Regions from separate parts of the Mus musculus genome. Here region 1 is linked to region 2. Evidence: chromatin contacts called from public Hi-C data. All regions are on one chromosome and are shown on one strand. The core of a region is the stretch at or near the end of the contact, and the rest is flanking DNA. Distances in the headings are between cores, read along the strand shown. Region 1 overlaps Aopep (aminopeptidase O). Region 2 overlaps Aopep (aminopeptidase O).

Evidence for each region. Hi-C and Micro-C count contacts between places; a contact is called where the count stands out from the background.
Region 1: a contact with region 2 is called in a Hi-C map of the N1E-115 cell line, with 4 times the contacts expected there. The contact joins two enhancer-like sites. A contact is called at or near these places in 1 of 39 promoter capture datasets (the 3T3-L1 cell line), 1 of 15 datasets of contacts at CTCF or cohesin (the NIH/3T3 cell line), 35 of 484 Hi-C or Micro-C datasets (the C2C12 cell line, the HL-1 cell line, the HPC-7 cell line and 19 more), 6 of 115 datasets of contacts at active chromatin or transcription factors (bone marrow-derived dendritic cells, bone marrow-derived macrophages, embryonic fibroblasts and 3 more) and 3 of 9 other capture datasets (adipose tissue, bone marrow-derived macrophages and pancreatic islet).

What each region holds. Positions count from the first base shown.
Region 1 is chr13:63,111,035-63,115,313 of GRCm38.p6, forward strand. All of the region lies in intron 5 of Aopep (aminopeptidase O), which reads left to right. Among named protein-coding and RNA genes, the nearest start is that of Gm46422, 18 kb to the left of the region's middle. Within about 2 kb of position 2,242, at least 131 of the 459 cell types and tissues checked have an H3K27ac peak or open chromatin away from gene starts, as enhancers often do. A contact at or near this core is called in the C2C12 cell line, the HL-1 cell line, the N1E-115 cell line and 6 more, where this site is marked.
Region 2 is chr13:63,044,898-63,048,950 of GRCm38.p6, forward strand. The region is part of intron 3 of Aopep (aminopeptidase O); the gene reads left to right. Among named protein-coding and RNA genes, the nearest start is that of Gm46422, 48 kb to the right of the region's middle. Within about 2 kb of position 1,929, at least 75 of the 459 cell types and tissues checked have an H3K27ac peak or open chromatin away from gene starts, as enhancers often do. A contact at or near this core is called in the C2C12 cell line, the HL-1 cell line, the N1E-115 cell line and 6 more, where this site is marked.

The sequences.
Region 1 (4,279 bases), core at 992-3,491, 66 kb after region 2:
ACTTAGCTGCAAGGGAGGCTGGAAGATGAGTGAGGTTGCAAGAGAGGCTGCAGTGTGAGTCCATGAAACTTGGAAGTACTAAGGCATTACAGGGAAACAGCTGGACTCTGGTGAGAACAGTTTCAGTGCAGAGAGCAGATGGCTAAACCAGTTCTTGCATCTTCTGTGTGCTCAGTGGGATAAGCAGAGAAAGCAGAAAACAAGACAATCATTGTCTTTATTCTAAGGAAATTTATAATTTGAGGTGGATAGGCAATAAACAAGAGAACAAGTAACTGAACAAGGGCTCAATGAGAAAATAGCAGGTGCTTATAGAAAATAAGTCTCATGGCTTTCCCTGGATCAAAACCAGTTGGTGCATTGAACATCACTAGAGTTGCTTATTCGTGTGTTAGGAGTGCAGTTTTCAGCAGAGCTGTCTGCTTTTGGACTGTGCCTTTTGCTTTGGGGGATAAAAATACACTAAAATTGTTTTTGCTGGGCCATTCATGAGGTCTATTTACATTGGGGAATTGTAGCCAGGCATTTCTATAAAGTTTTTTATCTGGGCATGTTTATGTTAGGTTTTGTTTATGTAATATAAATGCACGTTTTCGGCAGCCATTGATTTAAACATGTGAAGGTCATTATGAAAAGTGTTGTTAGTAATAGAGGAGACTCCCAGTGGCATGTGTTTAATGAAGCAGCATGATTTGTAAAATATCCTGAGAAATGTTAATGTTTTGGATTCTTTCCCAAGGGAGGACTTTTTATTTTCTTCCACTCTGTATGCAATGGTCTTTGATTTTATAGTAGTCTGCCGTAGTATCAGACTTTTGCAGAGAACTTTTTGTTTGTTTTAAACAAAGAGCCATCGGTGACACTTACTTGGCTGTGGTTTAATGCTCTTGGTAGTAGTTCACAACTATCTCTGCAGTCTTGGACTGAAGTGGTTGAGGGCTAGAGGGAGACTGTTCCATGGCTGTGTTGACTCACCTTAGTGATTTTCTGGGGACTTGCTACAATTTTCAGCAATTTAGATCTGTAGTTTATCATCTCGGTTATGGTGAAGACCAAAGTCTGGAGAAGAGAAAAGTCCTTAGATAAGTCTTAGGACTGTCCCTGGCTTTTACACGTGAGCAGCATGAATCAGCAGCAGGAAACTGTGCACTGACAACATATTCAAGCCAAACCAGGACTTGGGGGAAAACAGGAAATTTGACCAAATGTCTCTGCCTAGTAACAGGTTCTGTGTGTCTTTGTTAAGATCATCACAGCTTGTTTTAATTCTCTTTAACTTCCTCTCCAAATTCTGATGCTCTGTTTCTGTACAGTTTCTGTGTATCCTTCATTTAATAAGCACTGTGCTTTAAACAGACTGCTTTTCTGTAATAGAGGAATTTCAAGCGGAGGGAATCTATTATGGAATTGAAATGTGTCTTAGTCCATAGGCACTTTGGTGTTAATAAGTTGCTAATTAATAAGCAAAGCTTTGGCCATCATGGTGGCTAAACAGCCTCTAAGCCCGCTGACTGGTAGCATGGCTTGATGCTGTGCACAGTGGCAATGCCTGGGCTGAACACTTTTGATGCGCTTCACACTGTCTTCCTTTACACTTGGACTTTTGTTGTCACTTTAAGAAACTGTTCCTGTTTAATCCGGGACAGCTGTGTACAGTTGAGAATGTGTGCCTTGGTTCTCACAGAAATCTGACCTAACAGACAGCTGTTGGAACTCCTATATGAAAATCTCTTCTAGACAGTTTGTGCTACTGCTGGACACTTTCCAACCACAGATTCTACTTGATAATAACCACCTTGAGGGTGCAAACCAGCAGAGCCGTGCTTCAGCCCGCTGCCTAGAGGAAGATGGCTGATATTGCACATTTTACATTTACAGGTTAGGGCCGGTGCAAATCACCACGTAGTTGGAAAGTAAGAAACCATAAGTCCATAGACAGAAATCCTTCGGCATGGTAATCTCTACTTTCTTTGCCATGTAACTGGACCATAGCAGGAAACCACTGGCTATGAAGCAAGAAGCTGCCTGAACCAGGCAGCCCAGCTACACAAAGAACCATGTGGCTCAAGAGAGGATCTGGACACAGAATCCATTTTAAAGTTTCCAAAATGAATGTCAGGAAGCACAGTCACTGGAATGAGCTCACTGGCGTGTTTTATTTTGAGAAATGTGGGGCATGCCCATTATGAAATGGGAACCTGAAATGTGATCCATCCATCTTAACCAGCCCAGGGCTTTATTCAATTCTTCAAGCCTTAATCCTGTTAGCTCCACGCACAAAGGAAGCGCAGGGCTCCTCTCTGATGACTCTCCCCAGGCCTCCTGGCATCTGCAAACCACATTTTGAATTTTACAAATGAAGCTTATTATTTGATTATCAATGTGAGTAGCCGTGGTGAGGCCGCTTTCTAGATGAATATTCTAGACTGTGTACTTTGAGAAGAAGCCTTAGAAGATGATGGTTTCAGTAACTTCCTAGAATTGGAGGATTTTTTTTTTAAAGGAAACTTATTTGACTAAGTGAATTTTAGTGTGAAGCACATCAAATGAATGACTTTAAACCCTAATTTTTGGTTTTCAAATAAAAGCTATTTGTTGATTTAAAATGTAACCAGCACCATTTATAGCTTTTTTTTAATACTGTATTTTAAAAAGTATGTGCTTAAGGGGTTTTGAAGAGTTTAATGATTCATAATGAGATTATAAAATGAAAAGTTTTGGTTTTTTTTTTTTTTAAGTTACTTTCTCCAAGTAATTCAGAAGGCTAGTGTGAAATTCTTTAGACTTGCTCATGGCTGTAGATCCTTTGGCTGTAGATCTAACCCAGCAAACGTTGAGATCTGCTTCCGATGCTGCTGGGAGCTAATCCACTGAAGTGAACATGAGCTAATGACACATTAGGCCAAATTCTATTATCTGCTTTTCAGCCGGCTGCTGCAGTTTGATTAAATTTAGTTCTGAGGGCTCAGCTTTGAAACAGCCAAGGGCTCTTCATTGGACTTAACAAAAACTTTCCCCCAGATCTGAATTATTTTAAACCTCCTTTGCTTAGGGGACAGCAGCCATTTCTTTCTGTGCATCAGGAAGTGTTTACTTCCCTTCTGGTTAGAAGCTTTGGCTCTTCCAGGTACTGGGCTGACAGTACTGCAGCGTCTCCATGCCGCTGTGGCCTAGACCTTGTAGTCATTTGGTTTATGTAATAGTCTCACAGGGTGTTTGCTTTTAGAGGTCATATTGCCTAATATTTGCAAAGGAAAGGGCTCTTCCAATTTTCCTATTGTGCACTTTATGAATATTAAAAGTGGAGAAGTTTGCCTCCTACTCTGATAAATAGTTTTGTGCTTCTGTCTACTTTCTAATCTCAGAGAGATACCTGGCCCTTTAGTCAGAATTGCTGCATGCTCCCTCCCCAATACCTAGCCTTGGAGTTAAAGTAGAGCTATGCTCCCTGGAGAGCTCCCTCCCCACCCCTACAGGCTCTACTGTACTTCAGATCATCAAGGGCCGTTCTTTTGGGGTACAGACCTGGCTTCTCATGCATTGATACATTGACTTATCTGGAACTGGGTAATTTAAACCAGTTCCTTTTCATATTAAACATGTTAGGAAAATCAAAGCTATAACATCAGGCCAGCCAGAAGAATGAGTGGTTGGACAGTAATATGTTTATAATATAAATCCTTCCTATTTTCTCAACTCATGCTCCCCTAGCTGTCTTGCATTTTGGCAGGCAGAATACTTGGGAGGTTGGCCCTGTGGACACCAATTTATGAATTTGTTGATCATTTGTTAAGTAAAATTTCAAAGCTGCAAACAGACAAACTCACTGCTGTTTAAAACCAAAATCAGTACTTCAAGAGATCCATTGATGTAAAATATTCTGGGAGCTGGGGCTCATTTCCCCAGTGAAGCCACTTGGAGGCTCTGGGAGGCTTTACCTTCCATTTACTCAGACAGTCAGATATAGTGAACTCTACCAGAGTCAGAGGCATAGCAGACTGGAAGGCAGATCTCACCAGCTTCACTTCTGCCAAGGGATAGAATATAGTTTAGAACATTGCACTTTCACGCTCTACAGTGCTATGTCAGGTGTCTCTGACTTTTGAGTCCTTCAGGGGATATTTGGGGTATAGGGAGCTTTGAGAAGAGAGCTGGGATACTGATAGCCTCGGCAGCCTTCAGAGGGATCTGTGGTGCACTCCTGGGTGCTGATGCAGCCTGGAGACCTGTGAGCTTACTTGTCAGTTTCTGGTACTTGGAGAAAAGACTGTTTCAGAAA
Region 2 (4,053 bases), core at 679-3,178:
GCCTGCTTTCTGGGTCCCTGACTCTGCTCTATACAACCTCTAGAAGCATGAGCAATACAACCCTGCCCAGCCTAGCTCATCCCTGCCCATCACAGTGACACTTCATCAGCCCTATTAGCACATTTACCAGACACCAGCTGACTTACTGAGAAGGCTCTCAGTAAGTTGGGAGCCAGCCTCCATCTGGGGCTAATCAGAGAAATGGTAGCAGCCATTCAGCAAGAAACAAAAATTAGAAGAGAGCCCTCTGAGTCTGTGTTCCATGAGGAAATCATTCCTCCTGATGGTCCTTTAAAGGAAGGCTAATGGTTAGGGGCTGTTGGGCAATGAGTATCATAAGAATTTTATTAGCTAAGTAGTCATTATTCTTTTTTTTTTCTTCCCCAGAAAGGCCACAGATGAACTTGTTTAACTCCTACTCACCTTCCTCAGCATGAAGCCATTTTGGCAGAAATGTTACCCATTGATCTATGCCAGTCTCTCCATCTCTACCTGCTATGCTTTGTGTTTAATAGGGCTCAGAAATGTATCTGTTGAATATGGTCTATGAAATCAAATGGAAGTAGCTCCTGGCAGAGGCATTTAAAACCACATAGTTAATGACAGAGGCAATACCATGTTCATAGCTTCCCCTATGAACATGGTTGCTGGTTTCTACCACACATGTTTAAAAAGAAGATCACTATGCTATCACTTTCCTCTAGTAATTTTTGTTTGTTTCTTCAAGATTTTATTTTTAAGTTGTGTTTACTTGAGTGTAGTGCTAGCAGAGGCCAGAAGAGGGCATCAGATCCTCTGGAGCTGGGGTTTTAGGTAGTTGTGAGCCCCTGGATGTGGGTGCTGGCAACCAACCTTGGCACCTCCAAGAGCAGTGTGTGCTCTTAGCTTCTGAGCTGTCACTCCAGCCCCCTGGCTTTACTTTTATAAATCTAATTTGGCATATTCCTACTCCTCAAATTAATGATTTTTTTTTAGGATCTTTGTCTGGTTCCCCCCCCCCCCATTTTTCAATTGTAAAGAGCATAAACGTTATTTCACTTTGGGCAAAATGCTATTCTCTGTCTGGACTGTACAATATGTCAGCTCTCTGACATTCTCTTCCGTATGACTGGGAAATTCCAGGAAAAATGACTAAGGAGCAAGACTCTCCCAGACAAAAAGCCAGCTTCCCCCACCCTATTTTGATGGCTCAAAATAAATAGCAGTGTTGAGAATGCTCCACATTCTCTCCATGTGAGAAGGCAGTAAATTAAAAAGCTTTAGGGGTGGCTATGATCAAGTAAGTACTTTGCCCACAAAAAGGAAATGCAAGGTAGAGTGTCCTAGTTTTGGAAGTAGAACCTCGGTACTGCATGCAGATGCTATGAAGAAGTGGGGTGGGCGTGCCTTAGAGTATACTTCACAGTGAACGTATTCCTTGTTTCCAGTAGACAGCTGCCCTCACATTGTGAGGGTTGTGTTTGGCTTTTCTATTGCTCATGTGGACTCAGATGATGTCTTACACTTTCCAGGGCTTTCATTCTGTGATTTGCTGTTCACTAGCTTGCTTGCCTCCTTGCTCTGCTTAGTATATACACAGAGTATGTTAGGATTTTTTTTTCTCTCTCTCTCAGACCACAGTGCTTCTGCCAGCATGTTTTATTTGCCCATTCTCACTGGTGTAAAATTTTTCTTGGATTAGACATACATGAATGTTTGCATGCAAGGCATTAATGTTTGTCTTGTGACCAACCATCTGGAAAGGTGGTATTCAGCCCACTGATGTCCTTTGTGTTTCAGGGGAGCTACTCATCTTCATTATGGTCATGTCTATCTAGGAGATCTGGTAGACTGGTGCCAGTGTTCCTTTAGGGAAGCCTTGAAACCATGGGATGCTCACAATCTACACAGCCCCTCTCGCTTCAGCAGGTGGCGCTCTTTTACCTTTGAAGGTTATTCTCTCCTAGTCGTCTGTGTCCAGGGCTATACTTCCTGCAAAGAGAGAGACCTGAGACCTCTGTGTAGGGTGGCATTGGCCTGTGAAGCCATTGTCTGGCCTGGTAAGGGAAAGCTGATGGGCATTGGCCCACCTGATGCCAGTTTCAGCCCTCGAACAATAGTGAGGAAGACTGATGTGGACAAGGCTTTGCCAGAGGGGCCAAAAGCTCATAAAGTAGGTCATGTAATTGCAGTGTCTCAGTTGTAACAGAAAGAATGCTGGGGTTTGCTGAAGTACCTGGGGATGGAGAAGGATACCATGAGGGGAAGAACAATGAAATGAGGAGCCTGCATTCCTTCCAGTGTGTACATAGTGCTTACACATGTTCCTGTGGTGTTCATATTTATATAATGTGGTTATCATATACTCATAAATGCACGTATTCCTATACAGCTTGCATTTGTAATGACCTTCCCAAAGCATTACTGCCATATGGAGTAATTTGGGCAGGGAGCTCTGAAGAAGGGATTGTGGCTAGAGAAATAGTCTTAAGATAGGAACTACATTGGATCTGAGAAGAGAAACATGATATGTCACATAAGAGCACACTGACATCACTGAGGGCTTCACTCTGTTGGTCTACCCGACAGCAGAAAGCTTCCAAGGTTACATGAGTGCTTCCAGTAGGAAAACTTTGTATGCCCTTTTAAATTTTCAGAGAAAACAACAATTTCTTTTTAAAATCTCATGTATCTGGCTGGCCTTAAACTGGTTTTTGTTTATTGATTTTTATTCTTGTTGTTATTTTTTAAATTAAGACAAGATCTCATGGTGATCAAGCTAGCCTCAAGCTTGCTATGCAGTCAATCATGAACTTGAATTTGTGTCCTACCTTTACCTCCCAGGTGCTCACATTGCAAATGTGTCCCACCATATCTTGTCTAAGCCGTGCATGGGATTTAACCAATTTAATTTCCCTGTACGCAAGGCAAGGACTCTGCCAATTTAACAACAACCTTTTGCCACTAACTCTTTAAATATCAGGCATTCTTGCCTGTGCAGAAATAGCTGTGTGTGATGGTTGCTGCCTTTGGAGTTTTAGTGATATACCAGGTATACAGGACTTGACTACCCACATTAGTTTACTATTGCTAATTGATATGACCAAAATGTGTCTACAGGACTTTGATTTTCTAATTTTTTCATTTTATAAAAATGCCCGTCTCAAATATTTAAGATTTTCACAAGTGTAAGATACAAAGTCACACTCACATCCCCTTGGTATCCGGCTGTCACCCACCGAGCTGAGGCTGACTCCTTGTCATCTTTGCCTCTCCTCACTTGTACCTTATTACCTCCTTATGAAGAGAGTCTCCAAAGCTGTTCTGAGGACAGTTTTCCAAGCAGTGAATGAAGCAGCACCTCAGGTGATGGTGTTAGCATTTCTAGGCTATGATGTACCTACTTTGAGAAGTGAATTCTAATTGTGGTGTATTTAGTGTGGTGGGCATCACACCCAGAGCTCTGTGCGTGCTGCCTGAGTACTCATAGTTGAGCTGCACCTAGAGCCAAACCCAACTTTTTAGATCATCTCTTTTGACTTGAAAATTAGTCCCTTTCAAGTCCTGTTATCCTTCCAAAAATCCAGTTATCTCTAAAGAAACTTTCAGTTCTGTTTTGAAGATGAAAATGTTTGAGTCTTATTGTAGCTGCTACCATGCTTGTAAGACAGATGTCTCATGGCACAACAGCCTTGTGAGATTATTGAAATAGGCCTCTAAATATGCTCTAATTTAAGAAAATGGTATTGGGGTATACAGTATAAAAAAGTTCTGATCTCTGTTTGAGGAGGGCTCATAAGCCCACAGTTAAAGAATCTGTGTGAAAGGGAGGACAAACTTGGCTGCTCAAGTCAGAGAACGAGAGCACTATTAATTCTGGGTGTCTCCAGAGCCCCCATCTCTGCTGCCTTGTTAATTAGTCCAGACCTGGCTATGAAGTCATCCAGGGGTATGACGGGCTTCTGGCTTCTACAGAGGAAAAACTTTGGGCTAATTTAAGTACAGTGTGTTCTCTTTGTTTTACAGCTGGTCCTGTGAGGGGGTTGGGTACAAGTGCAATGAATAAAAAAGAAA